Regions from separate parts of the Triticum aestivum genome. Here region 2 is linked to region 1. The links are chromatin contacts, called in public Hi-C maps. All regions are on one chromosome and are shown on one strand. Each heading gives the region's core, a stretch centred on a gene start, on an enhancer-like site or on the middle of the called end of the contact. The rest is flanking DNA. Distances are from core to core; before and after follow the strand shown. Region 1 holds the start of LOC100873126 (transcription factor HHO6). Region 2 has its middle 62 kb from the start of LOC100873126.

Evidence for each region. A called contact is a pair of places that touch in the nucleus more often than the background predicts.
Region 2: a Hi-C map of leaf shows a contact between it and region 1, with 5 times the contacts expected there. The contact joins the enhancer-like site here to the promoter of LOC100873126 in region 1. A contact is called at or near these places in 3 of 5 Hi-C or Micro-C datasets (leaf and root) and 1 of 1 datasets of contacts at active chromatin or transcription factors (leaf).

Annotation. Positions count from the first base shown.
Region 1 is chr5B:91,035,362-91,042,808 of IWGSC CS RefSeq v2.1, reverse strand. It overlaps LOC100873126 (transcription factor HHO6), which reads left to right and starts at 2,574. Exons shown (of 5, transcript XM_044531123.1): 1 at 2,574-2,966; 2 at 3,066-3,307; 3 at 3,902-4,178; 4 at 4,288-4,364; 5 at 4,483-4,906. The coding sequence starts at 2,714. The coding sequence ends at 4,767.
Region 2 is chr5B:91,098,825-91,106,271 of IWGSC CS RefSeq v2.1, reverse strand. No RefSeq gene overlaps it. Among protein-coding and RNA genes, the nearest start is that of LOC100873126, 62 kb to the right of the region's middle. Within about 2 kb of position 2,826, at least 2 of the 8 cell types and tissues checked have an H3K27ac peak or open chromatin away from gene starts, as enhancers often do. A contact at or near this core is called in leaf, where this site is marked.

The sequences.
Region 1 (7,447 bases), core at 1,325-3,824:
TGTGTGCATCGTGCATGGATTCATCGTGTGCATAGCGGTGTTCATTTGCAAATTACAGGATACTAGCATCCGGAGTAGGCACTTAAGAAGTTACCAGAGCTACGGGCGAGCCTTGGGCTTACAACCAGGTGCCGTCGAGGCATAGAAACGCGCTGCTAGCCATCTGATCGGTCATATCACATACAAATTTGATGAAATTGTTTAGATTTTGTATTTTTAACAACAAGATCACTAACTAACCGAAGATAACAAGTTCTACTCGGACGAAAAGATCTTTTTAGAAACACAATACAACACAGGCACTCACAAACATGTACATATGGCTGGTCTTAAAGTTGACGAAGTCATCACCGACGCCTCACAATTGACGGGAACATTGCCTCTCACTGAAAGAATATTTTGCCTTTATTAGACCGCAAAGCGTCAAACCTAGAATTTTATTCCTCCGCATAGCACTGTCCTCCTAACCATCCAATCATAGTTTGGTTCTCTGATCATACGATAAAATATATTAACTCACATTGCACCATTTTAGCATTGCATGCGGCTACCCGGATTGGCGGAGCTCTACCTCCCCATCTTGTTGTTTGTCGAACGTTGCAGCGGCAGCAACGAGATTCGCCCCTAGTGTTGTGTTCTGCACAAAAGTCCCTAGTGTATGCTCGCGGCGGCGGTTGATGGCACATCACATCAATAGAGTTGCGATGGCCGGTCCTCCTACACTGTTCTCCTTAACTGTGTCGCAGTTGTCGTTGGCATCGAGGAAGGGGGGGGGGGGGGGTTGTTCTCGATCATTTCGGGTGGCAGCAAGTGGATTTATGGGTGACGCGGTATCTTCGACAGTTCGCAAATCACAACTGACGTGTCTTCGGCACCATCTTCGACAGTTCGCTTTGATGAACAAAAATTGTAATTATACTTTATGTGCTCAGTTTTACTTTTGCCAAGGATATTATACACACAATCATTTTGAAGTAGCAGAGAAGCGAAAGGCATAACATGCTTGCTAGCACATCCACCTCGCTAGGCAATAATCGACGAAATTGAGCAAAATCGTAGACAGGTTTATAGCCCATCCTGAACTAATCTGTGGTTGAATGGTTAAAAGAACATTGATATCCCATCCTATCAGGGTTCAAGTCCTAGACTTGACACCGGTGGTCGCAATTTTCTGAATTTGTTTCAGGCCTTTCGCTTACGTGCGTTCACTGCGAGGAGGCACTCCTGTTACCTACGAAGGCGTCTGTAACGACTTCGTCAATCTCAAGATGATGTGCTGGCTCGGTCTCTTGGAGGTGCTCATAGAGGCTGGATGTGAGCGTGTTTATAGAAATGAGTGTATGCGCGTATTTAGGAGCGTGTGTGCCTGTGTTGTGTTAAAAAATACATAAAGTCAGTCTATAAGGAAAAATATATATGGTACAATTCTGAAAGGAAAAAAAGACCATGAGAACTTTTGGGAGGTTCATGCAGCAGGCCAGCACCAACAAGTCTAGCTAGCTCGGATAGGAGCTACAATGGCGGTAGCCACGTGGCCCTGCGTTTATCCCGATGGTTATTCCGACTGGATGCCTACGTCTCACCTACTCCACCAGCCGGATCTTCAACACAGCAGCCGAGCCGAGACGCCGCGATTCCTTGGCCGAATGGACCACGGAATACGCATGACAGCCAAAGGGAATCTTCCGCCCATCAACCGTCATCCGGCCCCTCCATCTTTTCCAATATTGCACGCCGCTGAGGATTCAAGAAAGCTTTTTTTTCTTTCAATAACGCATCGTGCTCCCCAAAAATGAAGAGGAAAAGATTCCGGGGTGCAGGAGGGCCTTGTGTGGTGTTATGGGAATCTAGAGGGGGTGCGGCGTGAAAGTGCGGGAAAAGATTCCGGCTTCCGGGGGACGGGGCACCGCGGGCGCGTGGGAGGAGGCGGTATCTGGACGCCTCTTCTGTGTTACGCGACGAAACGCCTCTGCCTCTGCCCCCGCCTGCCAACCACATCCATCCACACCGCATGCGGGCAGCATCTTCTTTTCTCCGACTCCCACCCCCCCCTCCACTTTACCGTCCTGCCCCTACCACCCTCCCATAAGTGCAAACCTTTCATGTAAAAAAATAATTATTTCTTCACCTAAAAATTGTTGTATACCCTCTTGCGTATATAACGATATTTTCTAATACTCAAGAAAGCGATTTTTATTCCCGCAAAAGAATGTTTCTTAGATTCTTGTAAAATCTTCACTACCGCGTGGTACACTGGTGTAGTAGCTAAGTGTTGCTAAAATTCCCAAATAAACCAACTTCTACAATTAGCTAGAAAAGCACTGGGCAGCTTGGTAATAAGCGCCGTGAACTTTTTCCCCGCCAGTGAATTGTCGACAAACATTCCCCCCCCCCCCCCCCCTAGTTTTATTTATTTACAAAGGATAAGTAGGAGAGTAGTAGGGAGCAAGAAAGAAGACAGTAGTATCTTCCGTGGACGATTCCATGCTGTTCCTTTCCGAAATGACCATTCTGCCCTCCCCCCGGCCACCTGAACCGTCTCCTCCTCCGGTATAAACGCGGCACCAGCACGCAAACGGCACCACCATCTCCATTCCCACTCCTACCAGTACCTCCTCTCCGTCGTTGTGGATCTGTCCGGGCGAGACCGGGGTCGATCGTGCTGCATCTCGCGCGGTGAGAGGGAGCTCTGGAGTCTGGACTGGCGGCGGCGATGGGGTCGTCTGCGGTGCAGAAGGAGGCCGTCGTCCTCAACGGCGGCGGAAGCGGAGCGGGGGAGGACCACCGGCTGCGGGCGCTGGCGGCGAGGACGGTGACAGACTCGCTCAGGGCGGCCGTGGCCAGGTCCAGCGCGGCGGACAAGGCGGCCAGGCTCGAGGAGTGCGCCCGGAGCCTCGAGGCCGAGAAGGCCAAGATGGAGGTCTTCCGCCGCGAGCTCCCCATCAGCGTCCACCTCATCGCCGACGGTGCGTCCGTCCGCCCGCCCCGCTCTCGCAAGTCGCAAACGGTTCCAGGTTTATTGAATTGTTTGGCTGAGTTTTATCTTTCTGTCGTGTTGGGTGCAGTGATCGAGTGGCTGAAAGATGAGGTGGCGCAGCACCGGAGACCCGCGCCGGATCAGCTGCTCGCACCGGCGCCGTCGCCGTCACCTGCACCGCCGGAAAAGAGGAAGGCGGAGGTCGTCAAGACGGAAGCAGACGCGAGCGACAAGCGGAGCTGGATGAGCTCCGCGCAGCTCTGGACCTGCGGGAGCCACAGCAGCACCAGCAACAGCAATGGCGACAGCGTCAAGAAACACGCGCAAAAGGTAGGGCCATGAAATGGGAACTATGGAACACCGAAAGGAGATGTGGCCAGTTCAAATTATCAAATGTAAAAACGAGGTGGAATTTTATAACCTGTGCTTAATTAATCATGCTAACTAGATAATTTAATTAAGATTGTTTTGCAAAGGGTGAAAAGTATACTAGCATAATGTCATCAAGAACTAAAAATACTAAAAAGTTGTACTATAATGTTCAAGAATGATGGCGAATTGTTAAACTATGTGACACTGAAAAACTGGGAAACTTTACAACTCGTCTCGTCAGTGAAAAGTGGGGAAATTTTGTGCTAGCTTTTTCAGCTCATGTGCAATGTTCATTTTGGAGATTTTTGCACCACAAATATGCCAAGATGGCTTGTCTTGCTATCTTCAGATCATACTACTTTTTTGTGGCGGTTTTGAGGTGTCAATGTTTTCTTAAAAAAGATGTCAATTTATCCTACAGATTTTGCATCCCATTCCCATGACAACAACAATCCCAATCTCATTAGCTCATATTCTGAAGAAGTCAATTTCAGATAGCGTATCTGTCTGTTTCTTGTTTCTTACCTGTGTTGTTAATCTGAATTGCATCAGGTGTCCAATGCATTCATGCCACTGAATGGCTTGCCAACCTTAGCAAAATCATCGGAGAGACCAGAGGCGGCGGCCATGGCAGTCCCGGAGCTGTCCTTCTCATCTCCAGCGATCGACGCCCCCTGCCCGGCCGCCCCGAGTGCCGACAGCAGCGCCGTCACGGACGCTGGCGCTCAACGCGAGCAGCAGTCGGCGCAGCGGAAGGCCAGGAGGTGCTGGTCGCCGGAGCTGCACCGCCGGTTCGTCGCCGCTCTCCAGCGCCTCGGCGGCCCGCAAGGTGGGGGTTGAGCATTTCGTAAATCACATTATTTGTCGGAATGCTTTGGACAATTAAGATATGTTCTTCGTGGCTGGTGTGCTGAAATTTTGCTTTGCTGTTGATGCAGTGGCCACTCCTAAGCAAATCAGGGAGATGATGAAGGTGGATGGGCTCACGAATGATGAGGTCAAGAGCCACCTGCAGGTTTGTTCTTATTAACTTCTTTCTGTTCATCAATCTAATCTAGTAGAGTACAATTTTCCATGTTTCCGACCACATGTGCATCAGAACATTTACCAGAAATACAATTCTCTTCCTGCAGAAATACAGGCTGCACACACGGCGAGCATCCGACGGCGACCAGCAGCAGTCGGCGTCAGCCGGACAGTGGCCACGGCCGGAGCAGTACACCACGTCCCAGCACAGCTCGTCGCAGTCTGGCTCGCCTCAGGGGCCGCTGCAGCTCACCGTGTCGAGCCGGGGGATGTCGGTGACCGTCGGAGACAGCTGCGATGGCGGCGAGGAGAACGAAGAGGAGGACGGCAAGTCGGCGAGCTACAGCTGGGAGATGCAGCAGAACGGCACGAAGGCTTCGTTGTCGTCTTGAACACAAAAGAACATGTGTAGAATTTCAGAGGCACGCTGCACAGCAACACACCGCTGAGGGGTTCAGGATTGAGGCTTTTTCTTCTTCTTTGTGTAAAGTGGGTGAGAGGTTCTGAGATTGAGAGGTGTGTTCTTTTTGAGGTGGAATGTGCCGAGAGTTAACTGAACTGACGTGAGTCGTTGGGTTATACTGTATGAGCTATGTTATTAACATTCTATAGAACTTTTGGTTAAAAAATTGGGTGACGATCTGTCGTGCGTGCACTCCATGGCATCCACCAGGAGGAGCTCACTGCCAATTTTCCGTGTGGCAGCAGAGCCTTGGATCTTCATCCTATGCTACAACACTAATATGTAAGTTTGGAAAATCCATATATTGGTGGCGCGATAAACCAAGGGTAATATCTCACTAGATGTTAGTGGACATAACATTACTATGTTCTAATGTTTTTGTAGAAAGGGGGATTAACTCAGAGGCCCCTGCATCATTACATGCACACATATGTATCTATTATATCCAACTTTTTTTGAGGGAAATATTATATCTAAATAGAAGCTCCCTACTATTCGATTTCTCTTCATGCAGCCCATCCACATCAGCGATCAACATGTAGCCTTCCACCGAAGCAAATCTGCCACCTCAACAATTCTATTTGTTTTTCTTCTTCAAATAAACGACATTTTTTTTACCCCGTCACTCTGTTTGCCGCCCCTTCCACTTCATGACCGCTGCCAGCTGGTAATATGTTGTCCCAAGCCAAGGACATTGATTGGATGGTCCGAAGTTCCCAAGCCAAGGACATTGATTGGATGGTCCGAAGTCTCTGTTGTCTAATAGCCATCGTGCTAGTGTTTCGCGTGTTGGTTGGCAGATATCTGCAGTCCTCGACGATGGCTCCTTTCTCCATAACAGGTTCTCTCTCCTAGCCCCTTCTCGCGGTCTCTTGATTCTGCTCCCACACGCTAAACGTGTTGTGTCACGTAGTTGAGGCGCATCCGGGTGGACTCAACCGAGTTAGTTAGATAAAGATAGATAGCTAAGATTCTTGCAACAACATTCATCTCAATCTCTCTATTCTTTCTTATCTCAAGGATATGCCCGCGCCTATATAACATATAGCCGTCGCCTCCAACGAGGTACGACGCTTACCACAAGTTTACATGGTATACAGAGCATCTTCTATCCATTTCATCTAGCCGATCCCATCTCCCACCACCAAGTCCTAGCCATGTCGTCCTTCTCCGACATCATCCGGGCCGTCTTCAACGGGTAGGTCGCCGAGAGGCTATCTAAAAGTGCAAATAATCCCCGGGTGGTCTTTATAATTAATAACGACATATATATCATTGAACTAATGCCTACTCAAAGATAGATTTCAGGAAAGTTCAATGTTGGCATGGCAAGAACATGTGGATGTGGATCCCTTAAAATGCTAAGGAAGCACATTGCCAAAAGCTTCAAGACTCTTCATTTTTGGTTAGTGATTCAAGATCACATTGAGTCCATAGGAAAGCCAATACTATTAAAAGGAGATGAGATTTTGATGATGACTTAATTTCTCAAAGTGCTGGAAGATATTGCTCCAAAACCCTCAACCACTTTTCCACATTCCAATCTGTCGAAACCTTAAATGTCAAACTCGGTCCCACCGATACATTCCCACCGAGTTCAACCTAGACAGAGCCATATCCAAACCCTAGAAGCTCGGTAGAACTGAGATGACATTCGGTCCCACCAAAGTGTAGTGACCAAGTGTGAGAACCCATAATTAACTTCCTGGCCCTTCTGTGTATATTTGTCAACCCTAGGATCATTGTTGGCAACACAGCAAAATGGTATCATTGCACAATACATAAAAATATTATAAGTTAATAAATCTTGCCACAAGGCACACATATAGAAATGTCTCATGGCATTTATTACAATCAGAAAATAGCGGAAAGTAAAATGCATAGCGACTCCATCTTAGCCACAAGCAGTCGATGCAGTCCACGCTAGCTGGTCTCCTCCAACCTCTTGCTATTCCGGAATGGAAGTTTGACCATATCGAGATGGACTTCGTGACTGGTTTTCCTAAGTCCAAGCGTGGAAATGATGCTATCTTCGTTGTCATTGACAAGCTTACCAAAGTGGCTCATTTTCTTCCTATCAAAGAATCTATCACAGCAGCTCAGCTCGCAGAGCTATACACCTCCAGAATTGTCTCCTTGCACGGTATTCCACAATTGATATCTTCAGATCGTGGAAGCATCTTCACTTCTAAGTTCTGGGAATCCTTTCGGACGGCCATGGGCACCAACATTCGTTTCAGCACAGCTTTCCATCCTCAAACAAGTGGCCAAGTCGAGCGAGTCAATCAAATCCTTGAAGATATGCTCAGGGCTTGTGTCATCTCTTTTGGTATGAAGTGGGAAGATTGTCTTCCATATGCCGAGTTCTCCTATAACAACAGCTTCCAAGCGAGTTCGGGCAAGGCCCCATTCGAAATTCTCTATGGCAGAAAGTGTCGTACTCCTCTCAATTGGTCTGAGACAGGTGAACGCCAACTTCTTGGCAACGACTTGATCACAGAAGCCGAAGAAATGTGCAAAGTCATTCATGAGAATCTCAAAGCCGCGCAATCGCGCCAAAAGAGTTACTATGATAGCAAGCACCGTGACTTGGCTTTTGAAATCGAAGA
Region 2 (7,447 bases), core at 1,577-4,076, 63 kb before region 1:
GTCCATGGATGTCCATCACCCTTTGGTGGCTCAAATATTCTCTTAACTTCACGCGAGATTCTCGCGGAAAGCAGCAGATCGAAAGGAATTTCTTCTTTCTTCCTTTCTGATTCCAGCAGTTGAGCTTGACGCGCATATTTCTGGTGCTAGCTATCTTTCCCTTGGGTGCTACTAGTACCATGTTACATCAATCTAGCAGTTACTAAAGAAAGCATAGGATTGAAAATGAGTTGGTGTTGGTAGAAAAATGACGATGGGCTCAACCTATTTCGCTGGTTTTGCGATGTTGAGCAGGTAACATACCCGATGCATCGGGCATTTGGTTCTACCGGTGCACCCGATCTCTAGAAAAAAAAAAGAAATATTGAAAATGTATGAAAATGTATTAGGATGCAACTATGATTCATATCTACCACTGTATGAAATTTTAAATCCAAATCTAAAATATATATTGATATATAAAAAAGACAAATCAAAGTTTGAATAGTACTAATATGACTTGGCTTCAATTCGGCCCATTTTATTTATCATCAATGAAAATTGTCATTTTTGTTTCTCATGTTGTGGTTTGACTTTGGATCTCAAGGATCCTTCTTGCTACTACATTATAGAAAATTAAAAAAAATCAACATTTGTAAATGGCTAAATTAGACTGTATGCACTAAATATTTCGCATGGTGGTCGAGACAAAAACAACATGGCTTGTCATGAGCCGATGGCGGAGGCGAGACGGAGATGGGGTCATAGTTGGAGATGCCCCAACCAGCCATGGCGTTGCCAACGGAAGCGAGCCACAGATAGAGGTGATGTGGTTGGTCATGGAATCTCTCATGAAGGCGTGGCGGTTACGGGCTACTAAAGTTTGAGGTGGCTATGAGGAGGTTACGGTTGGGGTGCGGGGATTCGGGAGAAGGTGTATTGGTGTTGTGGGGTTTCGAGGATGTGCAGGCCGCAGTAGACCGATAGAGGTGGCGACTCAAGCTAGACAACGCGACATGGCAAGAAGCGACGATTGGGGCAAATGTTTGTGTGTGCGTCAACAAGTGTGAGAGAAGGTGAGTAGTGACAATGATGTATAGTAGTGCTCGGCTGATGAGGGTGCGCTTCAGGCAGGAGTGACATAGCACGCACTGAAGGCGGTGAATAGTAGATCTTGAGAGATAATCTTATGATATCAACAAGTAGGATTTTTTCTCGGAAGCCGCATATTGAAGTCCATAAAAAGGGGTAGGTCCCATATGATATAAACCTACAAATTTTGAGCCGACAATAGGTTGATGAGAAGTTTTCGCTGGTACATGCACCTATATTTTGCTTTCTTCAAAAACACTTGGCACTTTTCTATGGGAAGGCTGAAATGCTCTATGTATTGTCCTTCCAACCTGCCATATTCCTCCGTAAAATCAACATTACTTTCCCATCTAATACCACACCCATCTCAAATGTGATCTATTTTATTAGCTAAACCCCGTGGGGACCAAATTGTTCTGGATAGATTGTTTTCCGTGTTTCAATAGACCCCAAATGACATTTTCGTTTAGAACTACATGTGCATGTAGGAGCAAAACAAAAATGGGAACTGGAGTCGCATAATAGTATGGCTCACGGATGTGGACGGGGATGAGTGCAGCTCGAGTACCGTCCAATAGACTGATTGAGATCTTACCCGATCCGATCATGGCCAACATCTTTCTTTTTGCGCGAAGATTGGGCCATTTTCCTTTGAAAGGAGATGGGGAACGAGACTTTAGAAGATTCTTCCATCTTCGACAAAGCAACGCGCAAGTAATACAATAATAGCCTGGCTTTGTATGGGCGCCGTAAAAATGAGCGGTTCTAGAATCGGCGATATTTTGCCTAGTCAAGTTACCTATCCTGAATCTCAAATGTTCTTTTTTTTGGAACATGAATCTTTACAAATGTTGTATCTTCTTATGGAGGCACATGCGTTTGATTCTTCTCTATAGCCGCAGTAGCCGATCCATACATACAGTCCACAGGACATAGATTTCGGGGGAACAAGGCAATTCCGAATTCTTATTTTGTTTCTTCTACCTATCACCTATGCGTAAAAGCAAACACAACAGTGCCCCTAATGTCAATATCCAAGAAAAAAAATACAACGAGAAATCAAAGGTAGAATTCATGGTCCATGGATGTCCATCACCCTTTGGTGGCTCAAATATTCTCTAACTTCACACGAGATTCTCGCGGAAAGCAGCAAATCAAAAGGAATTTCTTCTTTCTTCTTTTCTGATTCCGGCAGCTGAGCATGACGCGCATATTTCTAGTGCTAGCCGTCTTTCCTTGGGTGCTACCAGTACCATGTTACATCAATCTAACAGTTACCAAGAAAAGCATAGGATTGAAAATGAGTTGGTGTTGGTAGAAAAATGGGGATGGTATCTTTCTATCTAGTCGGAAGCCACAATTACAACTGAGTTCGAGTTAGGGTTATCAAGACACTGTAAATCGAAAAAGGAAACTGCAAGGATTTTTCGAAGCCAGTCGTACAATGAATCAATCAAAAGAGTTTGTAGGCGAATTTTAGCATAGGACATCGGTCACTTGGAGCCCCTACAAGATTTACTTTTTTCGCGGAACGAAATTCTAGTAAACAAAATCTCAGATAAACAGAGAATCTAGTAGTACTAGTAAAATTCCCAGGCCAGGCCTCGCTTTTGCTCCTAGGGAATTTGGGTGCAGCTGAATCCAGTGCATGCGGACGGTCACAAACTGCCGCATATACAGCCACATCCGTGCTCCGTTTTCCTTTGCATCTGGCCAAGCACTGACCTGTGGATATATTCCTCTTTTAACCAAGTGGCGGGTCCAGCTATGCGGCGATTCGATGTGCCTGTCTCACTGACAGACGGCCACGTTAGCACGGCGCCACAGAGAAGCCGACAGAAGCAACATGCGAGTCCACCTCGTCGATTCCCTCCTCCTTTTCCCCGCGGAAACAAGAATCTCTCTAGCTGTTTGTTTTCTTCTCCAACCAAACAGTCCAGAACGTGTCGAGAACTTGAGTATTTACAAAAAAGAAATTATGATTTAGTAGAAATGAAGCCTCTGCCCTAAAATTTTCCGTGCGAGCAAAGTCACAGCACAAACTGCAGAGTCTCCTGGGCTGGTGCAACCACTACAACTTTGCTTTTATGCTTCTTGTATGCAATTCGTTGGCATTGTTTTACCCTATTTCTTTAGGACTTCATACCGATTAAGAAAGGATAGATGAGACAGACTCACACAATCTTTTCACTTAATTGGTACAGTAATGAGTTCGTTGGGTGGTGCCCTGTCACAATCCTGTGAAAGAATCTTGAGTGAGTGCTCCATGGCAGCACCTTCACACCACAAAAAGGATATATATTACTCCTTCCTATGGATGGCATGCACCTCCAAGCTTCTATGGTCCAACCACAAGGAAGGGATCAGGATCTGATCTCACCTCATCCCCACTAATAAATTAGGTTTTAAGATGAGATAAGATAACATATAAGAATCTCTAGCGCCATGTTTGTTTAAAGGATCCTAATCTCCGGCGCATAATTCAACGGATAGAGAAAGAAGACAAGATGTACAAGTCCTTGGAGTAAAATTCAGGATCTCAAAGATTCTTCTTCTGCCCTTGAGAATGGTCTTAGTCTTTCTTGTTCTTTGCAGGCCTTGGGGGCTAGCTCTTGGGACCTGGAAGGGCCAAAATTTCCAATTAATCAATCACCGGTCCACATGTTCAGCTTTCAGATGTGCTACCAGGACTTTAAGTGCTTGGATTTGGACCCTGGTCACTGGCATGGCATGGCAGGACAGTGCTACTATTAACAGAAAATAAAATATTTATCCATGTGTTTTCTAGCTAGGTACCTTCAATAAAAATGTTTGTGGCGTACATATCCCATAAACAACAGATAATGCGCAATTATACTCAGTCTGTTTCATATCATATGTGTCATCATCCTACCACAAGTGACATGAAGTACGGTAAATATAATCGAAAAATATACATGGAAAATTCAACTTGTTACTTACTAGTTTGTACTACTACAACCTACAAGGAGAAGGGAGTGGCATATAGCTTTAAGGGGACATCTAAAGGGGTTTCAAAGGGCACTTAGCATGACATTGACAAACACCATTGCAAAAGTTAGCCGGTATATATTGCTAGTGGTCTATGCTTGCAGCCACATTTGACTTGGAGATACGATAAGGATCTTGATAGGTGCAGAACCCTTTGGTGATCATAGCTAACATGGCAATATATTACATCTTCTTGGGGTAAACACCCCTTTTCAAAAGAAAAATAAATGCATCTTTTTAAGGGCATCTTTAAAACGGACCCACAAATCATTCGCATCTATCCGGACAGCAGAAGCCGTCCAACGCATGCTTGTATCGGTGGCGGGGCGGTCCGGACACGATTTCTTCCGCAAACTAGAGACAAAATTTGAGAAGCTTTGCGGGAGGCCGGGCATGCGAAACGTAGGAATCTGACACGCCCGGCCCACCCAAAACCCTCCCCTGACCCCGCGACTTCATCCTCCCCATTTTCTCTCCTTTCTTCTTCCTCTCTCGCCTTCGCCGCCGCTCCACCACCCCGGCCACCACGCCACACCCCTGCCGGAACTCTACGTCTCTGGCACCTCCAGCGCTCCGGCGGGGCTCCACCCCGCTTCTCCTCCGTCTTTGTTCAACCCCTGTCCTCCGATCGCCCCGTCAGGTACCATCCGCTACTGCTATTCTCACCATGCCAGACCAGAATTCGGACACATTTGAAGAGTTTATTCAAATGCATCAATAAATTCAGCGTCGACCAACTCATGAGCAGCTGAAGAAAGATCCGATTGAGTACCAATGGGAGGTCAAAGGGGAAAACAATGTTGGGATGTAATATTTTCTTTTTAATTTAAACTAGTAATGCATGCAACTATTTGAACATTTGTACCACTTGCATGCGTCTATTTGATCGTGCGGACTTGAAAAAAGAAAAGAGAAAGACCGGATATATGTGGCTATGGTTGGATGGTATCCTCCTGCATCTGTGTCCGCCGACGGATGCGGGAGGAAATTTGGGGGGTTGCCATTGGAGATGCCCTAAGAGCATCTACAGCCACATATGACAAATATGGCTCCTCAAACGCCCGTGGACGCGCTCGGGAGCGTCCACGTGCAGTGACCGGGCACGCCTCAATTTCACTTGTTGCATCCGGACATATCATACTAGATTCTTAAATCTATAAAAAGACATCACTATTAGGAAAAACACTACCAGTAGCGTGATTTTTTTGCATACTAGTAGCGTGGGTTCCCGCGCTACTGCTACGGTGCTATAACTAATTTTTAGCAGTAGCGCGTTTTTTACCCCGCGCTATAGCTAAAAAGTTAGTAGTAGCGCGTGTGCACGCACGCTCTACTAACCTAAAACCCATGCTATTACTAAACTAACTACTAGTAGCCCTCACTTTTGACCCACGCTACTACTAACAATTTAGGAATTAAAAAAATAAAAATTAGATGTAGTACTCATGAATGGTAATACGTCCAGTGCAAATCAAACCAACTCACAGAACCATCTCAAGATTCCATTTAACATCAGACACACACAACCATCATCGTAAGGTGGGTACCTTCCCTAGTGGTCTACCACCAACCTAAACAGACCACCTCTCTAGATGTATCTACAAGGCTAGGAGTTCAGACGCCGGTGGACACGAATCCTCCCTCTCGCGGACGGTGGCGTCGAGGTCCTCCACATCGGCGACCTCCGGCGTCGAAATCACCTGACGATCATCTGTGCGACGTGGCCATTAGGCTTCACGGCGAAGTCCGCCTCTGAGTGGTTGAAGAGCACAGCGCCACCGGGCCGCGCTTGTCAGCGTCGATCACCTCTGCGCCCACGTCGGGAAGGTGAAAACTTGTTAGTACACAAATTGCATCAGTTCAACGGAATAGTACTATTAACAGTGTGCTGCAAGAATAAGAAAGCTCAATGTCAAACATCACTTCGGTTGTTAAAAATATCATTCATTCATCATATAACATTATTTTTTGTTGTCAAATCCTGTACACCAAATTCACATTTACAAGAAGTCAACTTCTAATTTCTAAATGGCTGAAAAGTGATCTATTTGGTAATAACAAATGCCAACAGTCAAATTCATATTGGCAGAGATCTCATAAGAATCTAAGACAAACATACAAGCAATGAAGCATATGGGGCGTCCTTCAAAAGTTCAGTCAACCCTTCATATGAATCCGACCAAATCTAATAACATAAAAGGTTTTGAGTAGATAAGGCACCTTTGGGAATGATAACTTTGGTGGAGCTTCGACAATTTCACCAAATTTAACCTTTTCACGTCCAGGGAATTCAAGATGAGTCTCGACCTTACCAGCCTTGCACTTCTTTTTCTTCTCATTCAGATGTCTGAAACCAATGATACAACATATTTATGATCATACATTGCCATGAGTGAATGTGGAAGTTCTCTTATAATATTTTGTCCTAGTTCAAAAATAAAAGCTGAAGCAAGATACATGGGTTATTCTTTACACGAGGCAACATTGGATCCAAATGAATTGATGCAAAAGCTACACAATTAGAGTCAAGCAAACTAAGACAGATCAAATGGTTAGACAACTTACTTCTTCATTTTCTGCTTCTTCGCAACCGAGAAATATAGAACATCTACAAAGTACATTTTCTTTGAAGTCATTCTTTTCTACACCCTATAAAAGCTGTCACTCAAGGAGTGACATGTTTTTTATTACAAAAATTCACCACATTCTGATTAACATGGAAAAGCAAGCTAGAGTTAGCAGACCAAAATTAGGTTCAAAATGTAATGCTACAGATATCCAATATTCAGGGCATCTCCAGCCACGCCCCCAACAGGCCCTCCCCAGGCGATTTTGCCGCGCCGGCACCAAAAAAGGCCACAGTCGTGCCCCCAGAAGCCCATTTTTCGCCGGCTCGGGCCAAAACTGGTGCCGACGGACCCAGGCCGAACCCGGCGCCCTGGGGGGCGCTTGGGGAGCCGGCACAAGCGAAAAAGGCGCGTGGGCCCGCCCTAGAGGCGACCTGAGGGCCTTTTCCCGCCGTTTCTTGACGCTTTTCCCTCGCATCTCTCCCGCTCGCTCGCCTTCCTCCCGCCATTCTCTCCCTTTCTCCCGCCAAACTCCCTTCCGCTCGCCGCGAAGAAGTACGCCATGCCGCCGAAGAAGTACGCCATGCCGCGCGCGGCGGCAACCGCGACTGGCGCCGTGGCCCAACCGAAGCAGAGGAAGCCGAGGGCGCCGCCATCGAAACCACCGGGCCTGTCGAACGCCGAGTGGAGGGTGGAAGTTCAGCGGCGAGAAGCAGTCACCGCTGACAGGCGGAACAGGGCCATAGCCAAGAAGGCCCGCGACAATGCGGCGCGCACGGCGGCGTCTTCCTCATCGGTCG